2 separate regions of the Zea mays genome follow, and region 1 is linked to region 2. A link is a contact called in public Hi-C data. All regions are on one chromosome and are shown on one strand. Each heading gives the region's core, a stretch centred on a gene start, on an enhancer-like site or on the middle of the called end of the contact. The rest is flanking DNA. Distances are from core to core; before and after follow the strand shown. Region 1 overlaps LOC109939223. Region 2 has its middle 17 kb from the start of LOC100281021.

Region 1 (7,645 bases), core at 2,946-5,445, 170 kb before region 2:
CTCTTCCAGGGCGCGCTGCTTGCACCTCCGCAGAGCGCCGTCACACTCCTCTGCGGCGCGCTTCAGCTTGCTCCGCCACCTTAGCAGCGGCACATCAGTGACCTGCCATTTTTCAGCCATGTGCAGCGCGGACTCCATCTTGATGTGTGCCATCTCCAGCCTTTCTATGTTTTCTGCTGCACTGGACTTGCCATCATCCTTAGCGAGGAGGCTTGAGACGATCTTACTCACTGTTTCGCTAACGACAGCAGAGCACACCATCGCCGCCATCAACAATCCGCAGAAAAAAGCCTGAAAACAAACGAATACGTATATATGATGAACTTGGAGCCAAAACAGAGGATACATGCGTAACTAAAGAAAATTAGCCAAGTATTCTCACGCTGTAGTTGCTTTTGTTGTCGGCAAGGCCCAGAGATGGATCACTTTGTAGTGTGGGATTGCGATCCTGGGCGAAGGGTTTGCAGCATGAAGAGGTTCAAAGTTCTGAGTGAGAGATACGCGTATGTATAGGTTCAAGGGATATATAGCAACGAAGGAGAACTGAAGTCATCATTCAAGTCAAGATGGCGTTCCACTAGGACATTCGATAGATTAGATTTGTGCTTCCCACAATCCCACCTTTGAAGTTTAGGCCTTGAGCCTCAGATAGACGACAAGAAAGAGACCATTGCCAAGTCTCAAGTCATCAGCAGTATTATTACTTTATTAGTCAAGTTCCATGTTCAGAAGCTCAGAGTTCTGAGTGGGAGGTACAAGGAGAACTGAAGTCATCAAGTAAAGCATTGAATTATTTTGATAACTGACATAATAAACCTCGAGAGCACACCACAGATATATATATATATATATATATATATATATATATATATATATATATATATATATATATATATATATATATATATATATATATATATATATATATATATATATATATATATATATATATATATAATATAAACCTCTCCGCGTCTTGAGCACGTCGTCAGAGAGGACAATACTCCAGTTGCTTGACTGGCCCAGTCTGCTGCGTGTTGAGCACAAACAACACGACAAAGTCAGTCAACCCACCAACCACATGTATTTCCCTTCCAGAAACCAGATTATTGTGAAAGTCGTCTAGCATAGCATGCATGCGCACTACCACTACATACAAAGTAAGTATGGATTAAGTGTTTGAAATGATTTGTAGCAACATCTGTCTTTTTCCACTAGTGTGGCTCACTCACCAGCCGTCTCTACAGTGATTATACTTCAAACCCACTAGATACTAGTCCTGACTGTGGGGGTTGCGATGGGCTTCTATGGTAGCTTCCCTTAATGAACAAGGCATGGTTGTAGAAGGTGAAAGAATCTGAATTGCTTTGAAGAACGTTTCACTTCCATTAACCATTCCTTTGATGGTTCTACCTTGGGGAAAGCTTCCTTAGAAGGAAGTGTTGTGTGCTTTTCGTGCCAAGAGTGATTTGACGTGTTGTCGTAGTCCTTGAATTAGATCAGAAAATCCGAAGGATGAATTACTCGTTCCTCCGGTGTTTGAAATTTAGTTGAGGGCTCATCAATCGAATCTAGGAATGGTATGGGTTTGGATTCGGCTAGTGAGGGCTCCTCACATCTTGACATGGCCTTTTCTTGGAGGGGTTTGGTTTCTACGACGGAAGAAGTTTGCTTTTCTAGAATGTGATCAAGGATTTTCTTTTGTTCTGTCATAGGTTTGTGTGTAAATGACCGTCCGATGGCCATGTTGAGGTATTGGGCAACTTCTATGTTGAGACCCAAACAAAAGAGTTGCAATAACACGCTATCAGGTAAAGATAAGTCTGGGCCGGAGTGTATTAAAACTAAAAACTTGGCCTAGGCTACACCTGTAGACTCCTTCTTGTGTTGCTCAAAGCCGAGGGCTGCCCTTGGCAGAGAGACGATACGAGATATAGGGAAGAATGCAAGATAAAACTTGTCTTTAAGTGCACCCAATCTCCATTTGCACTTTCTTCAACTTTCGTGTACCATTGCTTCGCCTTCTTTGTGAGAGAGAAAGGAAACAATTTCCACTTAGAGTTTCTTGTGTCATGCCAGAGATGCTTAGGCATGAACACATTTCCTCGAGCTCTCACAAGTGATTGTATGGGTCATCGTTATCATGCCCGGAGAAGGGTTGTGCCTGAACCATGGCTATCAAGCTAGGGTGGAGTTCATAGCAAGACGAACGGATTGGTTTTGAAGGTGGTGGCTCAAAGAACTCACTCTTCGAAGTGGAAAGGTTTGGTAGTAGTAATGGCTTCATGATGAAAAAGATAAAAGGAAAAACTATTTTCTTTATATGAAAAGAAGGATGAAAGATATTAGGACGAACTAGGTTCAAAGATGATACAACAACCGTTCCTCGGCAATGGTGCTAGAAATGCTTGTTGGTATTTCTTAATGTATGCAGAAAGAATCCGCAAGCACATGGAATTACCATTGTAGCACTTCACCCGGAAGTATTCAGGGTATCGTATTTTCCGGAGGGAACGGAGGTACTTTTCTAGCTAGTTCGTCCAAGGACAACACAAGGACAGAGTTGGCAAGGGTAGAGAAGGATTTCTAAGGCTTTAGGGTCCATGGATAGATAAACTCTACTACTACTTGCTTACTTCGGACATTGGCGTACACCTGGTCTACCAAGCGTTACCGGCCTATAGCTCTACGCTGAACCCGAACGTGGGGGTTTACAAGGGATGGACAGGGCCATCACCACCTGCCGCCCACCCCTCAACCGTGGGGAACGAGGCAGACGAAGGTAGCCTCTAGCCTAGACACCACATCTACGCTATCGATTACTACTCTAGCGTTGATCAGGGTTATCCATCTCTATCAGGGCCCTCTACTGGAGTATCCGTTACATGAACAGACGATGAACCCGCAAGTGAATAAGACTAAAGCTCAACTAACGGAAAGACTTTTATAGAAAAAACCACGAACACTTAGCGAAAGATTTTGCCAAGGTACAAAAGCTTGTGTTCGTAGAGGTACAAGGGGAAAGGCTATCGACAAGTCCAGAACTTCCATGATCTTCCCCTCACATCTCTCCCTATCAACTCTAGATAGCTAGCTAGTGCCTAGGCCCATGGAGTGGTGTTCTTATTTCTACAAATGAGGTAGTTCTTCTTCTCCTCTGTGTGTTGTTGTTTTGAGAGGAGAGGGAGCCTCCTTCTATAGGTGGAGATGAGGTAGTTTATCCCTTTGAATATTCCTTCTCCCTCATTAAGTGAGCCAACCGACCTCTAGGTGCAGTGAACCTGGACAAAACCTTAGCAACCACCTTTGTAAAGTCAATAAGAGGCAACCCATGTGAGATGGGGTCGTTTGGGCTAGCTGGGGGGCGCAACAGGGGTGCGACCACACCTTGGTTGAGCCCAAACCTGCCCATCTTCGATGGGTGATCTCCTGTGAGTTTTGTGACCTGACCCATGGGTGGTTGGCGCGAAGTTGACGGTGATTTGCTTTGGTTATGGACTTGTTCTCTACTTGTTTGGGCCTTGAATCTTCTAGTGATTGGGCCCCTCTCCTTTGGGCTTGCGTAAAATGGTATTTATGCTTTGTTCCTTTGCACATTCTTGGCCCTTTATGTGCATCTCCATAAATATCATCCCGCTAAAGGTCAGACACCAAAACTTGAGGAAATTGTTAGTTTAAAGTCCTATTTCTAAGTTTAGGTATTTGTTGTAACACCCTAAAATTTGCCTAATTTTGAAAACCTAATTTTCTAGAATTTAATAAACCAAATATGAATTTATTTGGATTTAATAGGAATTAGTTATTATTTTCTCTATGGGATAAATAATATTTTTGGTAATAAAAATATTTTATAAAAATATTGTTTGATGCATTAATGCTGGAACATTATTTTTGGATTGATTTGTTGCGAGGAAATTTGAATTCAAATTAGATTTGAATTTGAATTTGAGAAATGGATTTGAAAACACAATAAAAATGAAAGGAAAACTTAAGCTTACCTGGAAGCCCAAAGCCACAACCTGCTTCCCCATCCTCTTTACACGCAGTCTTCCAAAGTTGTTGCTACAGCCCAGCTCCAAACCGAAACGCGGCCCATCTCTTCTTTTCTCTCCGCGCAAAGCCCAGTGAAGAGCGTGGTCAACTCCAGCTGTCCGCGGCCGTAGCCCAGCAGCTTGAGGCCCAGTATCGCGTGGCCCATTTCCGCTGAAAGCGCGCACTCCCTCTTCTGTCTCGACCACCGACAGGTGGGCCGTGCCTTGCTTCCACTGACAACCGGGCCCGCGCTATCAACTTCTTCCTCTTCCTCGTGCTAGAGTTCAGATCGATCACTGTCCGATGGCGTTCATCCGTTGGACTCCTTTCCCCGCGTGCTTCCCACGTCAGGACAGACTATAAAATGAGGACCAGGCCCCCCCGCATCACCTTACGCAACTCGTATCTAGTGCTAGCTCTTGTTTCCGTGCTTTGTTCATTGAATCCGCGAGCTACCGTGAGTTTCACCCGCCACCGAATCTCGCCGAGATCAGAGCGTTGCTACTCTTGTGAGCCGGTTCGCGAGTTGCACAAGAATCTCATGGAGTTTTTCCCGCGGGTAATCGGAAATTTTGGGCACTGGTTGGTCCTCTTCCAGTTTACAGTGCCAGATTTTCGCTGTATGCTGTCTTCAGGTCTCAACAAGTCTTCCGCGTCGTGCTTATCTAGTCAGGTAAAGAGCCCTAGCCTTCCTCTCGCTCCTAGTCTAGATCCGGCAGTGATTAGTGAGCGGCAGCAGGAGATCGGAATTTTTCCGGTGAGTTCACCACCGCTTAATTTGAAATTCATAATTAGGTTTAAACTCTAATTACTTTTGAATAGGAAATCTTGTTTAATTCATAGTTTATTCATTTTAAGTCCGTTATGGGTGATTCGACTAGCATTGGATTCGTGTCATCGTGCTCTAGGTGTTAATGTTAATGTTTATCATGCTACTCCTTTATAAATTTATTGGTTAATAGTAGTTTGATTAATGCTTTATGAAATAGGGTTTATAATTAAAATTAACCTAGATAATCATTAAGATTAATATTAATATTCATGTCTTTTTTTATTATAACATGTTTAGTTCCACTTTAAGATGTAAATGCTTTTATTTAGCCCTTGTCACATGTTCCTAAAGTTTGTAAGTTAGATATTAAATGATTAATATATGCAAATGAATGTCATCTTAAAGTTAATACTAGAATTTGATCTATGATTTGTTGTAAATAAAATCTTAATTAGTTTTCACTTGTTCAAGTTTAAATCTCATTAATCTAATCTGAATATTCTCTAAAATAGTTTATATGATAAAGTTTATAGTGTTCCTTTGATTTATCTTATAAAGGAAAATCTTAGGAAAATCATACATTTTCAACCGTAGCTCCGTTTTGAGTGAACGACCTATCCACGTGATCGTAGCGATGCATAGGTTAGTTTTACAATATTTTCATCTTGTGTTTTCATTGATTGGTATACTGTTCTAATATAGATGTATATGTGTATGCTATGCATGTGCTTGTCTGGTATGCTTGTGTGGTATTCTATGATCGTGTCCAATCGGTGAGAATTACGTGGTGATCAAGAATTGAGTATTTGAAGATTGTCATCTACAGAAGAAGGATCTCAAGTCAAAGGCAAGTAAAACATGGGACTATCCTTGTTACCTATTCACTTTTAATCATCATGATTCATATTGCATGTTTCTAATTTGTTACCTTAAGGACATCTTAGATATTGTTTATCTTGTGCCTTGATACCTATTGGGTTAAATTGCATATGGGTAGTTATTACTAGTGCTTGAATTAAAGTAATATGATTTGAATATGAAATACTAGTTACATTGAATGATGGCAACATGAAATGATGATCCCAAGATGATGTTTAACAATTTGGATTCAAGGGGGCTAGACTTTTGTTCTAGCATTCCTCTACTTAAGGACTTATCTGTAAGTGAAATCCAGGATTGACAGTGCTACCGTGGGGGCTATATGGCTCTGGTATTAGTTAAGTATGAAGATAGTTTCTTTCATATTGGCTTTTAATCCGGAGCTCTTTGCCGAGCCGGTATTAACCCTAGATCTCTGTGTGTACAACTGCGGTATGTGCCATTTAGATAGCATTTAATATCCCTTGCCACTGAATCTGGATTGACTGTTAATATGTTTGGAAGCCTTTTGAAAGACTTCTTAGTGAACCCTTCCAGCCTATCTCAGAGTGGGTTAAGAGGCTAGTTATCTCTTGTAGTGGGAGGTAGTTACCTCGGGAGAAAGGGTAAATCACGGCCCACGGGTAAATATGCGCAACCTCTACAGAGTGTTTTAAAACTAGTATACTAGCCTTGCTTAAGGTCACGAGCGGCCTTGGACGTCTTGCAGAATAGAGATATGAACAGAGGCTATGATGAATGAGACATGGATTCAAGAGTATGGTGGTTACTGGGTGATGATGGATTGTGATGAGAACTTATAATAATAACTATATGGGTTAATGGGGTTAAGCATAACTTGTTGTTATTATATTTAATTGCTAAAAAGTTTGACTTACTATTAAAAGCTGATGCAGTAAACCAGTGTCTATCCTTTTGAGCCTCATAGCCCCATGTTATATTTGTTGAGTATGTACGTGCTCACTCTTGCTATTTCAACTACGATAGTCAAGGCTTGTGATCAACCATTCAATTGTCCCTGTGGAGTTGGTGTCTACACCTGAGGAACGAAGTTGTCTATCCGCTGATTGCTATATAAGGTTATACTCTGATTATATTACGTATGTTATTATAAAGCGTCTTTTGATATTATCATATTTGTGACTATATGTGAGATTTGATATCCTGGGCTCACATATGATGTGCATCTGGATTTGTCCTTAAATCCGGGTGCGACAAAGTGGTATCAGAACAATGTTGACTGTAGGACGCAAGCCTAGTTAGAACTGGAACGTTTTAGCATGCTCCATTTATCTGATTCTTACTTCTCACCTAGGTCTTGCTACCTACCAACATCCTGCTCATCTTACCTCACTTCTAATTGAAAGGGAAATATGCTTTAAAACCTTTTCCTAAATGATTTTGGTGGTTGAATGTCCAACACAAACAATTGGACTAATTAGTTTGCTCTAGATTACATGTTCTACAGGTGCCAAAGATTCAACTCAAAACCAATAAAAAGAACAAGACATGGTTCAAAAGAAAGGAGCAAAGAGAAACCGAAGTGCTCCCTGGTATGGCGCACCGGACTGTCCGGTGTGACACCGGACAGTGTCCGGTGCACCACCGGACAGTGTCCGGTGCACCAGGGAGGATTGCCTTCAAACTCTTCACCTTCGGGTTTCTCAGGCGCAGCCCACTATAATTCACCTGACTGTCCGGTGCACCACCGGACAGTGTCCGGTGCTCCAGAGTGAAGCGGCTCTGAACTAGCCAGCTTCGGGAAAATGGGAGGCCGCTCCGCTAAAATTCACCGGACTGTCCGGTGCACCAGCGGAGCAACGGCTACTTCGCGCCAACGGTCGACTCTGACAGAGAACAGTGCTGAACAGTACACGCGGCAGAAGTCAGAGCAGAAGATCAGAGGGGCACCGGACTGTCCAGTGCTGCACCGGACTGTCCGGTGCCACATGAGGACAAAGC
Region 2 (7,167 bases), core at 4,497-6,996:
GAGTTATATATGGCTCGGATTGTGTGTTTGCATGGAGTACCAAAGAAGATCGTGTCTGATCGAGGTTCGCAGTTTACCTCAAGATTTTGGAGAAGCTTTCATGAGAATATGAGTACAAAGTTGAATTTTAGTACAGCTTATCACCCTCAGACGGATGGACAGACTGAAAGGACTAATCAAGTATTGGAAGATATGTTGAGAGCATGTGCCCTTCAGCATGGAGGAAGTTGGGATAAAAGTCTGCCTTATGCTGAGTTCTCGTACAATAATAGTTACCAGGCCAGTCTGAAGATGTCACCTTTTGAAGCTTTATATGGGAGGAAGTGCAGGACTCCTCTATATTGGGATCAGACTGGAGAAAGACAGTTCTTTGGTCCTGAACTGATTCAAGAAGCAGAAGAACAAGTTCGTATAATTCGAGAGAATTTGAGAGTGGCTCAAACCAGGCAAAAGAGCTATGCTGATAATAGAAGGAGACCACTGGAATTTGAAGAAGGAGATTATGTGTACCTCAAAGTGTCACCACTTCGTGGAATGAGGAGATTTAAAGTCAAGGGCAAGTTGTCCCCTCGCTATATTGGACCATTCTTGATCTTTAGGAGAGTTGGGGAGATGGCATACCAACTCGAGTTACCTGCTACTCTATCGGATGTGCATAATGTGTTCCACGTGTCTCAACTGAAGAAGTGTCTCCGTGCTCCCGAGGAACAGTTACCCATGGAAGAGCTCAGTGTTCAAGGTGATTTGACTTACACGGAGTACCCGATCAAGATTTTGGATACATTGACTCGAGTTACAAGAAATAAGGTGATAAAGATGTGCAAAGTCCAATGGAGTCACCACGGTGAAGATGAAGCAACTTGGGAAAGAGAAGAAGAGCTTCGTATAGATTTTCCCCACCTTTTCCCTAGTTCTTCTTAAATCTCGAGGACGATATTATTCTTAAGGGGGGTAGGATTTGTAACACCCACTTTGTAATAGCTAGATAAAATACCAATAGAGAAAACAATTTCTCTCTTTATGTGAGTTTGAACTTTATGCATCATCATATGTGAACACCATGTCCAAAAACAATTAATAAAAAGATATGCTACTAAATTGTTGCATCATGCTGGATATTTTATTTTTGTGTGCATTTTGTGACAAGAAAAAAATATTAAATATCCAAATGAGAAATTAAATCCTAAAAGAAATGCTAAAATTTTGAAAGAAAGAAAGAAAAATGCTATGTAATACAAAGAAATAAAACTTATAAAGGGATAAATTTGTTCCACAATGCTTTATCCAAATCATATACTCAGAAAAAATTTGAGTACAAGTTCATCACAAATTTGAAATTCAAAACTTAGATTCAAAAGTAAAAGAAAAGAAAACAGAAAATAAAAAGGGAAAAGGATAAAGCCTTACCTGGGCCGGCAGACTCCATTTCGGCCCACCTAGGAAACCCTCACCGCGCGGCCCAACTTTCCCCCTCATGCCGTGCGCCGACGAGTGGGTCTGCGACGCCAGTGCCCCACTCATCGCGCGCTCGCGCTTCACCTGGCGCTGACACGGCGGGGCCATCGGTCAGACTTACTGCACTCGCATTCGCTCTCGCCTGTCTCGTTGACGCGTGGGCCCGGAATGTAAGAGCTCGTCTTCAACTAACCCGCCGCGCATGGCGGAGCGCGTGAACGGCGACGCGACGCTGGCGCTAGAATTGCGCGCACGATCCGATTGACCGTGCCGGGAGATAAAGCACCAGCCGCCCTTGCCTTCCCCCGTTCCATAGCTTCTCTAGGTTCGCAATCGCCTTGATTTCCAGAGCCACCATATCACCGGGTGACGGAGCGTGCGGCGCCGCCGTGCTCTCCCGTCCATTCACCGCCGTTTGAAGCTGTTGGAGGGGTCGGGGGTCTACACCGAGCTAGTGCGGGGCCGTCCGTGGCGTTTGTGGGAGGAATCATCGACCGGTTGTGGTTGAATTCCTCACCGGAGTACAAGCTCCGCCGCGGATCCGCACACCTTCGTGGGCAGCTTCCCTCCGATCATCGCCGTGGGTAAGTCGCCTGCCCATTTAATCACCATGGTCCCAGCATTATTTTGCGCAGTTAGGATCGAAGTTTAGAACCCGGACGCGCGGGTCGGTCACCTCGCCGGTGATGGCGCCGCCGCGGAAGGGTAGCGCCGCCGCGCGGCTCTGTTGGGTTGGGGGCGATCCTCGGGCCGTCCGATCGCTTTTTGACGGTCCCGATTAGATCGAAGATACCCTTTCGTTCAAACGAGCTTCGACCGTAGATTTAAGATCCGAGGGTTGTGCGTTGGTCTCGGTTATGTTGAGCGCGAGCCGTTGATCGCCGATTGAACGACTGTAGATGCGTACCGGTTCGGGTGATGAGTGGATCTAATCCGAGCCATCCGCGTTTGATCGAACGGACCAGATTAGAAGTTACCCCTTCGCCGTGTAAATTTAGTAAAGAGTCCCTCGGTTTCACAGAAATAAACCCGTCGTCCAGTAGTCACTGTGCGCTGTGTCTCGGGCAACTTGCCCCGAGCCCCCTGGGTTTCTCTAGATTTGAGGCCCAGTCCAGCACAGTTTTAAATTGATTAAATGATTAGGAAATTGGATTTTTAATACAAAAATAAATCCTAGAACTTGAATAAATCATATAAAATCCATTTTTAGTCCAAATTCATCCATTCCAGTTCCTAAAATTTTGTAATTTTATTCTCTAGCACTTAGTGTATCTGTTTTATCATGAAAACAGTAAGGAAATTTATTTATCACTTAATCCTATTTAAAGCACATAAAACCTTTGAAAATGCATAACTTAAAATCTATAACTTAGAAAATTATGATTCCAGTTCCTAAGTTTTTATTTTAATATGTAGAATACCTCTGTGTAATTTGTTTATATGTTTGGTGTAATGTTAATTTCTCTATATGCACTGTGCTTGTTTGTATTGTGGCGAGTAGAAGAACCCGTTGCTGAGGATACGGGTGAGCAGCATATTGAAGTAGCTGAGCAGGAGCTCATTGAAGGCAAGTTGTGCCCTTGACCACTTTTTACCCAATAATGTTCTTTAATATCACATACTCATGCATAGGTTAATTTTGATGGGACCCAATAGGTCACCCTAGATTGTTTATCTCATTACCTTGTTTACCCCTGAATCACTTGGGTAGTTTGCTATTGCTTTATATGGTTTTGGGATAATCATTTATTACCTCTATGTTCCAATTCTTGTTGTTATTCTGTTTATATTCATGTTGATATCATTAATGTTAATTGGAACATAGAGCTTAACTTGAGAAACACGTGCCACCACAAGGGTTTATGGACGCCCTTGGCTGATTAATTAGGAAAGCTAGTGGAAGACTACCTTACCCGAAAGGGGCAAGGGCAGTAGGGGAGAGGTCAGTGCAGGGAGGTCCCTGGTTGATTTTGCTGCGATGGCGGTCAGCCAGGAACCCTGTACTGGATCTTCCTATAAACTGTAGCGGGTTTTCGGAAGCTAGTGGAACTTTGTAAAGGCCTCGTAGTGTTGCCCTGCCGCGCTTCCTAGGTAGAGGTGTATGGGATTCATGACCCCTTGGCAGATGGGTAACATGACTTGTGGGTAAAGGGTACAACCTCTGCAGAGTGTAAATCTGGTATACTAGCCGAGCTCACGGTCATGAGCAGCTCAGGACTCTCTGATGTTTAATTTATGGAACTTAAATTCAATTTGTCATATGCATTGCATGGGTTTATTATTAATTTTGTTCTATTACTTTACTTATGGTTTGGTATTTACTTACACTTAGTAATTGCTAATAAAATTTTGACCAACTACTTAAAAGCAACGCTCAGCTTTAACCCCTATCATTGATTAGCCTTACACTTCATGAACTCCCACCTTTGGTGAGTTCATGTCACATTATTCCCCACAACTTGTTGAGCGATGATCATGTGTGAGCTCACTCTTGCTGTCTCACACCCCCCCACAGGAGAAGAGCAGGTGGTTCAGGAGGAGCCACAAGGCGAGGAGTATGATCTAATCTAGGTGGCGTTTCTCAGTTGACATTGGCGCCGACGATCCTTAGTTCGTTTTATCTTTATCTGTTATTTTGTAATAAGACTTCCGCTATGTAAAAATTACTCTGATTATTGTGACATTTATCTCTATGCACTCTGTTATTATATATGTTGTCTTCTTGGCGCATGTATGAGATGCACCTGGCTTTGTTCCTTAAAGCCGGGTGTGACAAAGAATCAGGGGGAGAAATTCTCCGTGATATTTGACCTGTTTTGTCCATCATATTACACTCTTTTCTTTGTATGAGTTTTGCCTTATTGAGGTTTTCTCATCCAAAGTTTTTAACGAGGTAATATCAACTAAGCTATATGCTTCATCATTAATTTTCCCCACGGGGGTTTTTATGCATGATGATTACAAGCATATTTTCTTTTGGAGTTCAATATGAGTTTTACTCATAATCCAAAAGACATTGTGTACTCCTTATTTTTCCCACAGGGTTTTTGAGGAGATGGTATAATGAAAGACAAATTGCAGATGATCAAATGGACTTGGATTGATCAAGGGGGAGTGTTACAAAATATTGTGTACAAAGTGATCAACCCCTATCTGACAGTTTTCTCCCAAAGGACACACCCCTTGGGAGACACTGCATCCATTGTATATAAGAGATCCTATCTGCAATAAAGTTGACAACTGTCATTCCCTCTGTTCACTTGTCTGCCACTGAACCCTAACAGATTTCTCTCAAAACGCTCAGCATGCCACATCATCTGCATTCAATGCGCCACATCAGCATACATCATCTTCCACCAAACCAACGATTAATATCAGCTGTCCACTTGATCTTCTTTTCATCTCCACCAATATATGCAGATGCAAACAGTCACCGTAGTGGCTTAACATTATTAGCATAAAAGCTCCAGTGCAACACATGAAAGTCTACCGAAAAGCTCTCTCAAATCTCGCAGCAACGCGCGGGGAATCACCTAGTTACTTAGTAAAATTCAAGCACAAGTTTTCAACCTCTGAGAGAATATAGATATTTTTTAAAATTATATTTTATTGATGCATCGTTCCCGGGAAAATGGATCCGCGTAGCGGATGGTGAATAATGACCCCTACTTAGGCCCCAGTGTAGACGTGGATGAAACTAGGGAATGTTGTCTAGGATTAGATGATAATGTAGTCTAAGAATAGATGTTGGTGCATGGGTATGGTTCTCGTAGGCCAGTACCGCCTGATGCAGAGGTATGGGCTGGCCGAACGTATGGGTACAGTGTACGCCTCTGCGCAGAGTAAATCTATTCGAATAGCCGAGGCTCGCGGTTATGAGCCCACATAGTTAAAGCTCCCGGCGATTAGATTTCATATTGTATGATTGGTGAGACAGGGCAGTGGCCCTTAGAGAGAGTGATAAGGCAAATGTCATCTCAGGAGGACCCCCCGTGGTCTCTGTGTTTATTAAAACTCCGAAACTGGAAAAATCGGAACCGAAACAAAAAAAACCGGAACCGATCAAACCGTAATATTCTTCGGTTACCATTCTTCAGAAACCGAAATTTAATTCGGTCTTCGGTTTAAACCGAAAAAACCGAACTTTAAACCTAATAGCTGCTACACCATACAACAAAAGCTGTCGGCTCATGGGCTCGCGACAATCTGCTGGCTGCTGCTCAGAACCCAATAGCTCATGGGCTCACGCCAAAGCTGTTGGCTGTTGCACCATAGGCTCATGGGCTCACGCAAAGTTTCCGGTGTTGAGTCATGGTGTCATGTGTCCCTGTTAAAAAAACACATCTTCACTTGAGCCCATGCACGCACTTGCTTTCTTTTCAGTTCCAGTTTCACTTTCTACCCTCGCCTGCGTGCATCGCATCGGCCCGGCCGTCGCGCTCTCTCACTCTCTGCGCTCCTCCTCCTGCTGCTAATTAATTGATGGAGGTGCCGGTTCGAGCAGGGGAGCCGGAGCCTGGAGTGGCTTCACGACCATGTGTGCCGCTGAGCGCTGAATCGGGCAAATCGGTTTTTTCGGTTAAACCAAAAACCGAACCGAAGTTATAGGTTAACCGAATAATCAGTTTTTCTTTTTCTAAACGGAATTTCGATTGTCATTTTCTAGAAACCGAACTTTAAAAAAAACCGAACCGAAAAATTTGGATTAACCGACTGCCCAGCCCTACCTCCGACCACCTTTTGTTTTGGCGTGTGCAGCTCGGAGACTTTCCAGAGAAATCGCGTGTGTGTACGATTAAAAAAGGGAAGATGAGGAGTCTGCGTCGGAGAAGGCTGGTTGAATAAGAAGGGACACGTGGACGGTAGGATATGGCACAGGTATGCAATCAAACGGACTGTGAAAAATGACCGACGTGGCGTAGCTAGATTTGCATCGTCGGGGCCTGCTTTAATATATAGAAAATAGAATAGAATAGAATAGAAATAGAAACGACGGGACTTCGCCGAGCACCGCTTCGAACGCAAGCATTCTGGTGACCTCCTCATGCGGATCCAGGTGTGTCCCATGCATGTGTTTTAATTATTACGTAATCTCAGTAAAAGAAAAACAGAACATATATATGATAGCACCATGCATGTAGCGTACGTGGTGAGTTTTTTTTATGACCTCATATAAAAAAGGTATACGTAGTAGACGAGTTAATGTCTGGGACCATGCATGGACATACCTCTCCCACCGATCGCCTTGTTTTGGAAGACAGAAACGTACGTTTCGTTATTGAAACTCGTCAACTCTTACTGATATATTCTACCCTGGAGTGTTTGCGGACTACTACTTCGTAGTCCGTGTTACGTAGAATGTTTGATACTATCTAGGAGTATTAGATATAGAGTAATTATAAAACTAATTACATCGCCGGAGCTAGAGTACTTTGCGAGACAAATCTATTAAGTCTAATTAATCCATTATTTAGCACATGTTTACTGTAGCACACATTGTCAAATCATAGGCTACTAGTTAGGTGCCCGTGCGTTGCAACGGCACGCAAAATGTTTGATAAAATATTGGTGCACAACGATTATATGAAAATGAACGAATATGCTTTGTGTGAACCCCAAAAAAGAATTGCAATGCAACAATGAACAAATGGCATACGATGATGTGGGGAACAATACCAATCCATGGATGAGAGGACTCTTGCACTATGCTAA

What was found. A called contact is a pair of places that touch in the nucleus more often than the background predicts.
Region 1: a contact with region 2 is called in a Hi-C map of ear, with 3 times the contacts expected there. The contact joins two enhancer-like sites. A contact is called at or near these places in 2 of 25 Hi-C or Micro-C datasets (ear and tassel).

Annotation. Positions count from the first base shown.
Region 1 is chr6:19,758,486-19,766,130 of Zm-B73-REFERENCE-NAM-5.0, reverse strand. LOC109939223 reads right to left here. Exons shown (of 3, transcript XM_020539796.1): 2 at 1-291. Among protein-coding and RNA genes, the nearest start is that of LOC109939223, 16 kb to the right of the region's middle. Within about 2 kb of position 4,195, at least 17 of the 20 cell types and tissues checked have an H3K27ac peak or open chromatin away from gene starts, as enhancers often do. A contact at or near this core is called in ear and tassel, where this site is marked.
Region 2 is chr6:19,591,725-19,598,891 of Zm-B73-REFERENCE-NAM-5.0, reverse strand. It overlaps the pseudogene LOC103630883. Among protein-coding and RNA genes, the nearest start is that of LOC100281021, 17 kb to the left of the region's middle. Within about 2 kb of position 5,746, at least 15 of the 20 cell types and tissues checked have an H3K27ac peak or open chromatin away from gene starts, as enhancers often do. A contact at or near this core is called in ear and tassel, where this site is marked.